2 separate regions of the Zea mays genome follow, and region 1 is linked to region 2. The links are chromatin contacts, called in public Hi-C maps. All regions are on one chromosome and are shown on one strand. The core of a region is the stretch at or near the end of the contact, and the rest is flanking DNA. Distances in the headings are between cores, read along the strand shown. Region 1 holds the start of LOC103647029 (60S ribosomal protein L3). Region 2 holds the start of LOC100280198 (Alba DNA/RNA-binding protein).

Evidence for each region. Hi-C and Micro-C count contacts between places; a contact is called where the count stands out from the background.
Region 1: a contact with region 2 is called in a Hi-C map of leaf, with 5 times the contacts expected there. The contact joins the promoter of LOC103647029 here to the promoter of LOC100280198 in region 2. A contact is called at or near these places in 3 of 25 Hi-C or Micro-C datasets (ear, leaf and tassel).

What each region holds. Positions count from the first base shown.
Region 1 is chr2:142,420,600-142,426,775 of Zm-B73-REFERENCE-NAM-5.0, forward strand. It overlaps LOC103647029 (60S ribosomal protein L3), which reads left to right and starts at 2,568. Exons shown (of 6, transcript XM_008671602.4): 1 at 2,568-2,728; 2 at 2,878-2,982; 3 at 3,340-3,450; 4 at 3,766-4,070; 5 at 4,472-4,881; 6 at 4,965-5,477. The coding sequence starts at 2,898. The coding sequence ends at 5,223.
Region 2 is chr2:142,085,574-142,091,503 of Zm-B73-REFERENCE-NAM-5.0, forward strand. LOC100280198 (Alba DNA/RNA-binding protein) reads right to left here and starts at 2,358. Exons shown (of 10, transcript NM_001153130.1): 1 at 2,276-2,358.

The DNA of each region.
Region 1 (6,176 bases), core at 1,318-3,817, 340 kb after region 2:
TTAATAAAAAATCATAGTATAGGCTAAATCAACATTCACATGCATAAACAACGTATTGGAGGAGGCCATCGCCGAAGGACGCCGTCGAGACCACCAGATCGGAGGAGTTGGTCACCGAAGGATGCTTGAACCGTTGTACAGATCGCTGACCCTTACAGCCCTCATCTTGTGCGATCGCCGTCATCCCCGGAGCCACCCACGCCTTTGTGTCCTCTGCCGCCGGAGACAACCGCACCTCGCATGAACGTTGGAGGGGGCCATCACTTCCATGCACGCGTGGGAGCTGCCACCGCACAAGCCTCTAGTCGCTCGTGCCTCCTCGGGCCAAGACCGACGCTCGCTCCTCCGGGGCCACCGTCGTCGTTGTGCGTGCCTTTGGGGCCATCGTCGCCGCTCGCGCCTCGAGTAACCGCCGTCGACGAGTGAGGGGGGCGCGTGTCGCCCGCTCACGCCTCCGGGGCCGCCATCATCGCTCGTGCCCTAAGAAACCGCCGCCGCTGTGTGAGGAGGACGACACCGCTCGTGCGTCAGGATGAGGACGTAAAAAACGAACCTAGCGGTCTATGACTATATACACACACACACACGAAAACATTCTATATATTTTTATTTTGTGAGGATGAGACTCGCTGCCCAATTCCAATACAGCCATAACAAAAAATACTAGTTCTATTGAGAATGTTGGCAATTAGGATAAGGATGTCAACAATGCTACTAAACCTGATTCAAGCCAATAGCCTTCACATCATTGCTTCAAATGCTGCTTGGTATTTATTTATGTCATGCCAACATCAACAATAAGAATTACAAAAATGAGAAGTTTTTCTTTGGATTCTTTTGTAACAATATGTCCGTTGTCCAAACACACGGTGCGTTTTTTACATAGTTTATACTATACTTAAAGCACCAGTTTCAACGGTCCCGCGTCATCTTTTTACAAATAACCCCTCAAAGCTATTTCAAATTAATCGATGCACGACTATATATGGCCAAACGGCGGCCCGGCACGGGCCAGATGCCCGCGGGCCACAACTCTGGCCCAGGCACGTCATGTCGGCCGCTGATTGTGCCGGGCCAGCCCGTCAGCCCATTTAATTAAATCAGCGTAAAATGTTAAAAAATAATGCTGTCTAACCAGTAGAACGTCATGCTCAGATGTTTTTAATATTTAATATAAATTATATATATGTATATACGTCTTTTGTAAAATAAAAAATATAGTCGTGTCGGGCCGGACCAACGCTACGGGTCGAGGCTACAGCCCAAGCACGGCACGACGTTCTTGGCTCTTGCAAGCATTAAGTCGTTTCTGAGACCACATTGGCACAATGGACTCAATGGTGTTTGAGGTTGCTAGATTGGATGGAGCAACAATGATTTGTCAAACTAACAGTAAAATAAAAGGTTATTTATTGGTTTTAAATATTAGTAATTGCTATGGAGTAGCATAATTTATATGAAGCACATCCAGTTTTAATTGATGTCTGACTATAGCAATCACTCCATATTTTGATCAATCTTTTTTTTATAAGTTTGAGTTCATGTGACTTATTTTAGAAACTTGAGCTCACAAACTTTCTCTTATTTGATCTCTGTATGGTGGAATTATGTCATTTTATAATCTATGTTCGTTCAGTCAGCCATTGTGAACTCTCTTATAATCGCTCACTTCATTGGCCGTGTTATACCAAGACATATTGGATAGAGTAAATAATAACATTAGTTAGCTAAATTTAAAAAATATATTATACGGAGAGCAGAGACAATCAATAAAAAATATTGAAATTTTTGATGGATAGTTTACATGGGTATTGTTGTAAGCCGTTGCAACACACGGGCAACCGATTAGTAGAACTATATCAGTGAGGTAGTAAAATGAAATATAGAGACATTTTCAAATAAAAGGGACGACCCATATTTTAAATAGAGTACTGAGCCGAGCCCACAGTACCTTAGCTCAGAAGGTCAGAGCAGCAGCCCATATTTCACAGGGCATCCCGGTCCAGCGTGATTGAAACCCTTGCACTCGGGACTAGAGATGGCAATGGGTAAATACCCACCGGGTATTACTACCCCATACCCATACCCACGACATAAAAATAACCCCATCGGGTCACCCATATACACTGGTGGGTATGGATTTGCCCCCATACCCATACCCATGTATGTATGGGTCACCTATCGGGTCACCCGTACCCACAAAAATTAAACATCTATCAAAATATTATATTATACAAATGTCAAGTATATCCATCTAAATACCATTACAAAAATTTTAGTATCATTTAACCATCTATTCAACACACCAAAGATAATTGGATAAAATAGTAACACTAGGATAGTACTACATAGCACATTACATGTTCCATTAAATTGTCATTAAATTGTCGTTAAGCCTTCTATGACATTATGCCTAAAAGATTGTTAAATAGTAAAAAAGATGGATGACTAAAATCCAAGTTCATGCTTGGTTAAGTTTATATTGGGTATTTTATACCCACGTGTTAATGGGTATGGGTGAAGACGGAACGTTCTAATACCCATTTACCCATTGTGTGAAATTTTTTGCCCAATATAGAATATTTAGCCCATATACGGGTATCGAGTCGCGGGTACCTATTCCCATCTATCATCTGCCATCTATACTCGGGACCCCTATATATAACTAACCTCTGCTAGGGTTTACTCGCATTTTGGCTCCTCACTGCCGCGCCGCCACCCCCTACAGGTGGATGTAACGAATCCGCCGCCGGCGTCATCTCCTCCTCCCACCTCGACTCGCCTTGCTCGCCGGCGGCGGCCTTTTCTTCGCCGCGCGGCGAGTCGCCCATGTTGAGCTCGCGGCTGATCTGATGGGCTTGTTGTGATCTCCTGCAGGTAAGGAAGAGGAGGGCAGGATGTCGCACCGTAAGTTCGAGCACCCGAGGCACGGCTCCCTCGGCTTCCTTCCCAGGAAGCGCTCCTCCCGTCACCGCGGCAAGGGTACGCGCGCATCTCTTACTCCCTCCTTGCTCGCTTGCCTTGTTCCGATACGTGTTATCTGAAATGTTCTACCCTTCAACCTTTAGAACTTGAAGTATTATTTATGTTCCTTCTATTTAAACAACCTGTACTCCGCTAGTGGTGTTGTTAAGTAATAATTTTCATAGGGTTGTCTTCCGTCAGTGAAGGATTGTCTATTGCATATAAGTGCAATCCAACATTATGTATAATCTGAAAACGTGCTGTACAATTGAATTATGTTGCTGTGAATATTAACCTGTTTAGTATGGTATGCACATTCATTTGGCAGGTTTACTTAATGTCCAAAATCTGATAGTAGTTTTCCTGTTTTTGCAGTGAAGTCATTCCCTAGGGATGACCCCAAGAAGCCTTGCCATCTCACTGCCTTCCTTGGCTACAAGGCTGGCATGACTCACATTGTCCGTGAGGTTGAGAAGCCAGGATCCAGTATGTCCACCCCCTTCTTTTTTATTAATCAATTAAGCTGATGACATAGTCCAGTTTGTTTATATCTGAAAAATGAATTGTAACATGAGAACGATTTGATTTCTGACCAGCAGTTTTAGTTTTTTTATGAATTTGAGGGCACTTAACTTTAGATGATATAAGCCACACAACTATCTCTTCACAGGCCCATAGACTTACTCAAAACAATAGATTTTTCTGTTGAATATCCACAACTGCTTGCACCCATGAATCTCGAGTATATGGATACCATTTCACTCCATTATCGTAACTGCTCTGCCTACTTGATTTCTACAGAACTCCATAAGAAGGAAACTTGTGAGGCTGTTACCATCATTGAAACCCCTCCTCTTGTCATTGTTGGGCTCGTGGCATATGTGAAGACTCCTCGTGGCCTCCGCACACTCAACTCTGTTTGGGCCCAACATCTTAGTGAAGAAGTGAGGAGAAGGTTCTACAAGAACTGGTGCAAGAGCAAGAAGAAGGCTTTCACAAAGTATGCTCTCAAATATGAAAATGATGCTGGCAAGAAGGAAATTCAGCTGCAGCTTGAGAAGATGAAGAAATATGCTTCTGTTATCCGTGTCATTGCTCATACCCAGGTAAGAAGCTTAATTGTGCTTTGTTGCTCATTCATGTTTGTAGGAACACAGTTTCTTAATGATTGATGATGCAATTACTATTGGTCTTTTATTTGGCTTCATTATTCCTGTTTATGCAATCTTTGTGTAGTCAAATGATCATTTTTGTTTTCTTTATTGTGTATATATATATGTCACAACCCTTGTTATTAAGTTTAAACTTCCATTGCATTATCTATCAATGATCATGTAGATTTCTTCTGTGATGTTAAAATCCTTGACTTGTTATTAAATTTCAACTTCTATTGTACTTCAGTGCCGGGAGTGAAGTACACCTATCTTTCATATAATTGAAAAGTGATTATTTTTTCTGAGGCACTAGGTATTAGCAAACTCACCTTTTATGTATTTGTATATTTTAGATTAGGAAGATGAAGGGTTTGAAGCAGAAGAAGGCTCACCTGATGGAGATTCAGGTCAATGGTGGTACCATTGCTGACAAGGTGGACTATGGCTACAAATTCTTTGAGAAAGAGGTCCCTGTTGATGCTGTCTTCCAGAAGGATGAGATGATTGACATCATTGGTGTGACCAAGGGGAAAGGTTACGAGGGTGTGGTCACTCGTTGGGGTGTCACCCGGCTTCCCCGCAAGACCCACAGGGGTCTCCGCAAAGTTGCTTGTATCGGTGCATGGCATCCGGCTAGGGTCTCCTATACGGTTGCCCGTGCTGGTCAGAATGGGTACCACCACCGCACTGAGATGAACAAGAAGGTGTACAAGATCGGCAAGGCTGGACAAGAGACCCACGATGCCTCCACAGAGTTTGACAGGTACTATTTCTGAGCTTGTACTAACTTGCACAATCTGTTTACCTTTGTTGCTCTTGTTGGTAACGAATTGCTGCCATTTGCAGGACTGAGAAGGACATCACTCCCATGGGTGGCTTCCCCCATTATGGTATCGTGAAGGGTGACTACCTGATGATCAAGGGCTGCTGTGTGGGACCAAAGAAGAGGGTGGTGACCCTCCGCCAGTCCCTCCTGAAGCAGACTTCCCGGCTGGCGCTGGAGGAGATCAAGCTCAAGTTCATCGACACATCGTCCAAATTTGGGCACGGTCGCTTCCAGACTACCGATGAGAAGCAGAGGTTCTTTGGCAAGCTCAAGGCGTAAGGTGCTGCGGTGCAGCGAAGTCCCATTTCTCAAAATCATCAAACTGTGATACTTTTGTTTGTAACCTTGCTGTACCAAGTTTTGTAGCCGGATGGTTTAGGAGCATGGTCCGGTCTTCTATGGATCGTTCCATGCTTCAGAACTGTAGTGTCTATGTTTTGTGCTATTTTGGTTGTTTAATGCCCCAATCATTACATATAGATTTCAATTGTTTTGTTGTTTGATGATCAATGTAACTATTTATACTTAGGTCATGTTTGGTTTCTTTAGTCTAGGGACTAAAGTTTAGTTAGGGACTAAAGTTTAGTTAGGGACTAAAGTTTAGTCCATAACATGTTTGGTTCTAGGGACTAAAAATAGTAAGAATATACTAAATGACTCATAAGAAAACTAAAATGACCTTTAACATTCTTCTGCTATTAGAACAATTGAACTAAATGAGGGGTAAATGTGGAATTAATATGGTTTAGTCTCTTTTAGCACATATGTGAATGACTAAAGACTAAATTATTTTAGTCCATATTTTAGTTCTAGTGTTTAGTAAAAAAGTACTAAATGGAACTAAAAAATAGAGACTAATCTTTAGTCTCTCTAACCAAATACCCCCTAAGAGGGTGTTTGATTTATATAGACTAATTTTTGGTCCATCTATTTTATTCAATTTTAGTATCTAAATATGAAAACTAAAACTCTATTTCATTTTCCGTATTTAGGAATTTAGGAACTAAGACCCCGTTTAGTTCTATTAATCCTAGGACTAAAGTTTAGTCCCTATCCTGTTTGGTTGTAGAGACTAAACAGATTCTAAATACATTAAATACAACACATAAAGACCAAAATGCCCCTTTTTTGTTTGACACCAGTTTTCTAAGAAGGGTAATTGGAGTAAATGTTGCCATTTAGTCTCTTTTAGCATCCATGTGAGGGACTAGAGACTAAAGCCAATTAGTCCC
Region 2 (5,930 bases), core at 1,108-3,607:
TAGCTCAGTTGCTGGTTCGAAGTCCTGATGAACATGGGTTTTCATTGCATCAGGGTATTATTCGAAAGGTGGGTCGTATTTGGATTGGTGCTAACTCAGCTTTAAGAACTAAGCTGATTGCAGCTTTGCATGATAGTGCAATAGGTGGACACTCTGGAATACAAGCCACATATCAGCGTGTGAATAAAGTGTTCTATTGGAAAGGGTTAAAAGCTGATGTGATTCAGTTTGTACATCAGTGTGTTACTTGTCAAAAGGCTAAGTGTGAGAGAACTCATCCAGCAGGGTTATTGCAACCCCTGCCTGTGCCTCAAGGTGTGTGGGAAGATGTGACTATGGATTTCATAGAAGGCTTGCCTAAATCAGAAGGTTTTGATACAATTTGGTGGTGGTTGACAGATTTTCGAAATATAGTCATTTCTTAACATTGAAACATTCTTTTACTGATAGGGGTGTTGCTCAAGTATTTCTGGATAATGTGGTTAAGTTGCATGGGGTGCCCAAGTCTCTAGTATCTGACAGGGACAAGGTGTTTACTAGCAGTTTTTGGAAGAATCTGTTTCAGCCCATGGAGGTCAAGTTGTTGTTGTCTACAGCTTATCATCCCCAGACTGATGGACAAAGTGAACGTGTGAACCAATGTCTGGAAATGTATCTCGGGTGTGCTGTGAACTCTCAGCCCAGCAAGTGGAAGAGTTGGTTGGCTCTGGCAGAGTACTGGTATAACACTACTTATCATGGTGTATTGGGGTGTACACCATTCAGAGTGTTATATGGATATGATGCCCCTATGCTGGCACTTCCAAGGCTCATTGCCATTGAGGATCAGGATGTCACTGATTGGGTCACAGAAAGAAATACTTTTTCTGTAATGCTGAAGGAACAGTTGGCTCGGGCATAGTTGTGTATGAAGCAATACGCTAACAAAGGCAGAACTCCTAGGGAGTTTCAAGTGGGTGGTTTTGTTTTGCTAAAACTGCAACCATATGCACAGAAGACAGTGGTGAATCGGCCTTGTCCCAAGTTGGCATTCAAATTCTTTGGGCCTTTCAAGGTTGCAGCTAAAATTGGGGCAGTTGCAAATAAATTGGAGTTACCTGCTGATGCTCAAGTCATCCGGTGTTTCACGTGTCTCAGTTGAAGCCGCTTCATCCATGCTATTCTCCGGTTTTCACTGAACTACCTAAGCTAGTTGACATGTCTCAAGAGGGCATTGAACCTGAACAGATACTGAATCGGCGGATGGTGCGTAAAGGCAATCATGCTATTGTCCAGGTGCTGGTGGAATGGACGGGACTGCCATCTGAAGCTGCTATTTGGGAGGACTATGCAGTGGTGAAGGCAAGACCGCAAGGTTTCCAGCAGCAAACACTTGGGGACAAGCGTCTTTTGGCCCCGGGGGAGATGTGATTATGTGATGGCCCAAGATGATGCCTAGAGCGAGTATGGAGGATCCTCGTAGCAGGTATGAGGTATTAGTCTGTAATCTGTGATGTTCTAAGTGATTGAGCCTGTAATAGTTGCTTGGGCTATTATAAGGCCGTATTGTCGCCATACTGGGCTGTAATAAGTGGATTAGCCAGAGTATTAGCCGGTTTAGCAGGTGAGGTTGAGCATCTATAAATACTGTAATGAGTTGTTCAGAGGGAGATATGAAATGAATAGGAAAACAGACTCCTGAACAAACTTATCTGTGTCTCGTCGGCGATCCCTGGAGAGTCTCACGTCTCGGCGAATCGCCGCCCAGGCCAAGGGTCATCACAGTATCAAACGGTGCAGTGACTGACGGTGTAAAACAGAGTGAAATGAACCTCGACCCTGACAAATTTCCAATTGTATCCTACCCCTCACGCCACCCCACCCAAAAAAATGGGCAGGTAATAAATCACAGTTGTAAACACACGATTTGAATAACACGAAATCGAACTCTGCCGCGACGCGCCCATCACAGCAGAGCCAGAAACGCTGCCGGCCGCGGCCCCTAAAGCCCCCCCAAATCCCTTCGGGAAAAGGGGTAGAAAACCGCATCGCCCTGAGCCCCAACCGCGCCTGTGACAACGACGCCGCGAATGGGACTGGAGGCGACGACCACCCGTGTCCCCACGCCGCGCCCAACAGCCCGGTCAACCCCGCGCCTCCCCCGACCTCAGAGCCTCCACCCAGCGAGAGGACCGCCGCCGCGCCGGCCGGCCCCCGAATCCATGAAGCCGCGTAGAATCGAGACGGAGCGGAGGAGGAAGGGAGGGAGGGTAGGGGATGGAGAAAAGAATCTCACCTCGCGTGCTCCGCCCTCGGCCGCTGCAGCTGCCGCTCCCCGGTTCCTCTTCTGACTGGCTGGTTGGCTTGGCTGGCTCTGCGCGGAGGGGGAGGGCGTGGAGCGGTTTCAGCTTTCAGGGTCAGAGCTTGCTGCTGCGTGCGCCCGCGTCGTCCTCGTCCTCGCACACTGGGCCTGGCCGCGTGGCGTGCTGGCGTGGCGAGGTTATCCTCCAGGCCCTGCCCCCTGGACCCGGTTTCTCGTGCGGCTGCTCGGAGAGCCGTCCGTTGCGCTGGATCTCGGGGTCGTTCGTAGACCGAGTGCGGCGAGCGGTTAGGATAAGGGCGCCTGGGCTTGGAGCCTAGGAGATAAGGAGGGGGCTGTACTTCGCTAGCATGTGGGGACCTGGCCCTGTTAACTATACCTGGCGAGTAGCCACTAGCCACCGGCGTGTGTAGGCTGCTTACCTACACCGGCCCCTAGTTTTGTTTTTTTAGAGCCATTCATGGTGCTAGTGCAATATTACCACGTCAATAAAAGTAAGATAAAACAAAAAATAAATTATGTTTTTTCAATAAAGTGGTTCGTGACTTAAATATTGTATTTAAATAACCAATAATAATAGATAAAATAGATAGAGATGAAATAAATTGTTCTTAATAGTGGTTTCGCATGCTTTCCAATACCTTAAAAACGAGCTCCGGAGTTTCATGACGAAACTATTTTCACCTTTTTTTAATAAATATAGTGTCATGTCATCAAATCCTATGTGGCATACTAATTAATGTATGAAACTGCCATTGAGAATGGCCTAAGTATTGCAAAAGTTTTTAATAAAAAATAGAAAAACACCTAGTTGGCAGGGTGGTCTACTCATTTTAGGTAGGGGTGGATATCGAGTCACCTCGGCTCGGCTTGGCTCGGCTCGACTGAGCTCGAGTTGGCTCGGCTCGACTCGTTAAGTTAACGAATAGGATAACCAGCTCGGCTCGACGCGTTTGCGAGCTCGAGCTGGCTCGTTTAGCTCGCGAGCCACAATAAAAAATTATATATATATATATATAACAATATAATCAATTGCTAGTTTATTTCATATTAATTTAACACTAGAAAAGACTAATAATACTCGTAATTTCATATATCACATCATTTAAACCTTAAATTAACATAGTATAGGCTTTTGTTTTGCTGATAAATGCTAACTCATTCGAGCTAACGAGCTGGCTCGTTAACGAACCGAGCTAAGATGTTAGCTCAGCTCGTGACAAAATTAAAACGAGTCGAGTCGAGTCGACTCAAATTGAGTACAAGTCGAGCGAGCTCACGAGCCACAAGTATTTTGTCCAGCCCTAATTTTAGGTAACTTTGGTATAGTTTAGTTGTAGAGTTAGGTAGAACTGAGTCGCTCCGTTATAGCATATAGCATGTTTGGTTTGATTCTAGATGGAAGTGAGTCGCTACAAAAGTGAAATATTTCTCCATTATGCATCTATGGGCTCTCAAAGACGATCGAACATGTGCGCTCGTAATCTAACGCCCCTCTCCTTGTTCTAGCATCATCTATTCCGCTTCACTCTATAACCAAGCATAGAATGAAGTCGCTTCATACTGCTTCTGTGCTTCACTTGGAACCAAACAAAAACAGAGTGGCTACGTTCAGACTACTAAACACAGAACAGAGGTGTTCTATCCATCTGGAATAGAGTCGCTCCATCCAAATAGTCTCTGGAACCAAACACTACCAATAATGACCAAATAATTAATAGTTCTAGGCTACCACTTAATTTAACTTCGTAGAAATGGTCTGACTAACAGCTCAACTACCCCCTATTAACCACTCACTAAACTATAGAAGATATCTAACTAACGACTAATGCAACTAAGAACTTTTCAACCCAAACAACATCTAGCGAACCCTAGAGCACAACTAAAAATAATACCTGACACATTGCCATGCACCACCACAACAACAACTTGGAGCACCTCCAAAGCGAGACGACAATAGCACAATAACACGACACCAGAGCTAGAAGGGAAGGTCTACATTCGAGAAACCCAACATAGAACAAGTATGACTGCATGAGAAGAGGTATGAAGAGAATGCCTCTAAGAAGGTAGTAGTGTCTGCAAACATTGTTGTACAAGCTTTCGCCATAATCTCAAGCATCTCACCTGCCACGACCTTCCAAAGACCCCCCTGATACATAAAAGTAAACATATCCATAAGGAAGACGCCAGTGACAAAATGTAGGTGTCCTGTCATCATTGGATGTCACCATGGGCATCCATATTATATGCGTAGCCATAGAAACAATTCCCCACCACCAGGGAGATAGGACATGGGTGTAAGGAAAATGTACCCTGACCCATTTGACTAGGTAATTTTGGTGTTTGATGATCAACATAACTATGTGGACTAATGGTTTTGCAAATGTTTGTGTTTTGTAGTTTACAGGATGCAAAGTGGCTTGGACTGAGGCACTAAGGAAGCAACACCTCAAAAGAAGACAATAGAAGACTTATGGAAGACCTACAAGTATCAAGCAAAGTCTAAAACACAAACCAAAAACCAATCCCAAGTGAAAAGGCTTGAAGAAAATGAAGTGGGCTATTTCAAAGTGCAATGGACCAGTCTGGTGGTGCACTAGACCAGTTTGCTAGAGAGTAAATTTTTGGGCACTCGACAGCTGGTGCATCGAACCTCGAGTGTGTTGCACCGGACCGCCTGCCAACGGTCGGCAACGACTAGTTTCCAACGGTCATCTATTAGGCTGGTGGTGCACCGAACCTCGAGGATCGTAGAAGATTTGTCAGACCGACCAACAGCTAGCTGACGTGGAGGCACAAACCATGGTCCAGTGGTGCACCGGACTGGTTCAGTGCCATGTAGAAAAGTCTGCTTTCCTCCAACATCTACTTTGGGGTTGGGGCTCTATATAACCCCCCCCCCAAACCGACTATTTTGAAGGTGTGGGAGCCCAAGCAACATACCAATTGAAGTGAGACACATCTCCATTGCTCCAAACAGCCAAGTGCTTAATAGAATCACTCGGTGATTAGCAGGTGCTTTGCGAAGTGCTTAGGTTAGTTAGATCGCTATTGTGATTGCTCTAGGTTGTTCCTGGTAGATTGAGTGAGGTTAGAAAAAAACCCACACAAACCCCTCAGCTCTTGCGTGAGTTGTTGTAATTGTACCGAGTGGGGCAAGAGTCTTGCGAGACCACACCAACCAAGTTTGTGGTGTGGGTGCCACCGTGTACCGGAGGAAACGAGACCCACGATATTTGTGCGGAAGCTCAATAGTAAAGACAACGGGGAGCATTCGAGAGAAGGTCAGGAGTAGAGCACCACTTGCGTGTGGAGAAGACATGTGGCTCTCTACGGAGTTAGTCCACCAAGAGCTTGGCCCTCACGTGGACTTCCCTTTGCGTAGGGGCACCAACGAGGATTAGTTAGAACCTTGCATGGTTTGAGATACTTCGATAAAAATACCGACGTGTCAACGAGAGTTTGCATCTCTGCCTTAGTCTTTAAGCTTTCGTATTTATTGTTACTTAAGTTGCAATCTTTACTATTTTTAGTTTAGAATATAGGATTGGAACTTAGGTTGCTAAACTCCTTTTGCGGTAGAGATAGCAATACTTAGACAAAACCTAGTTTCCACATTATTGCTTAG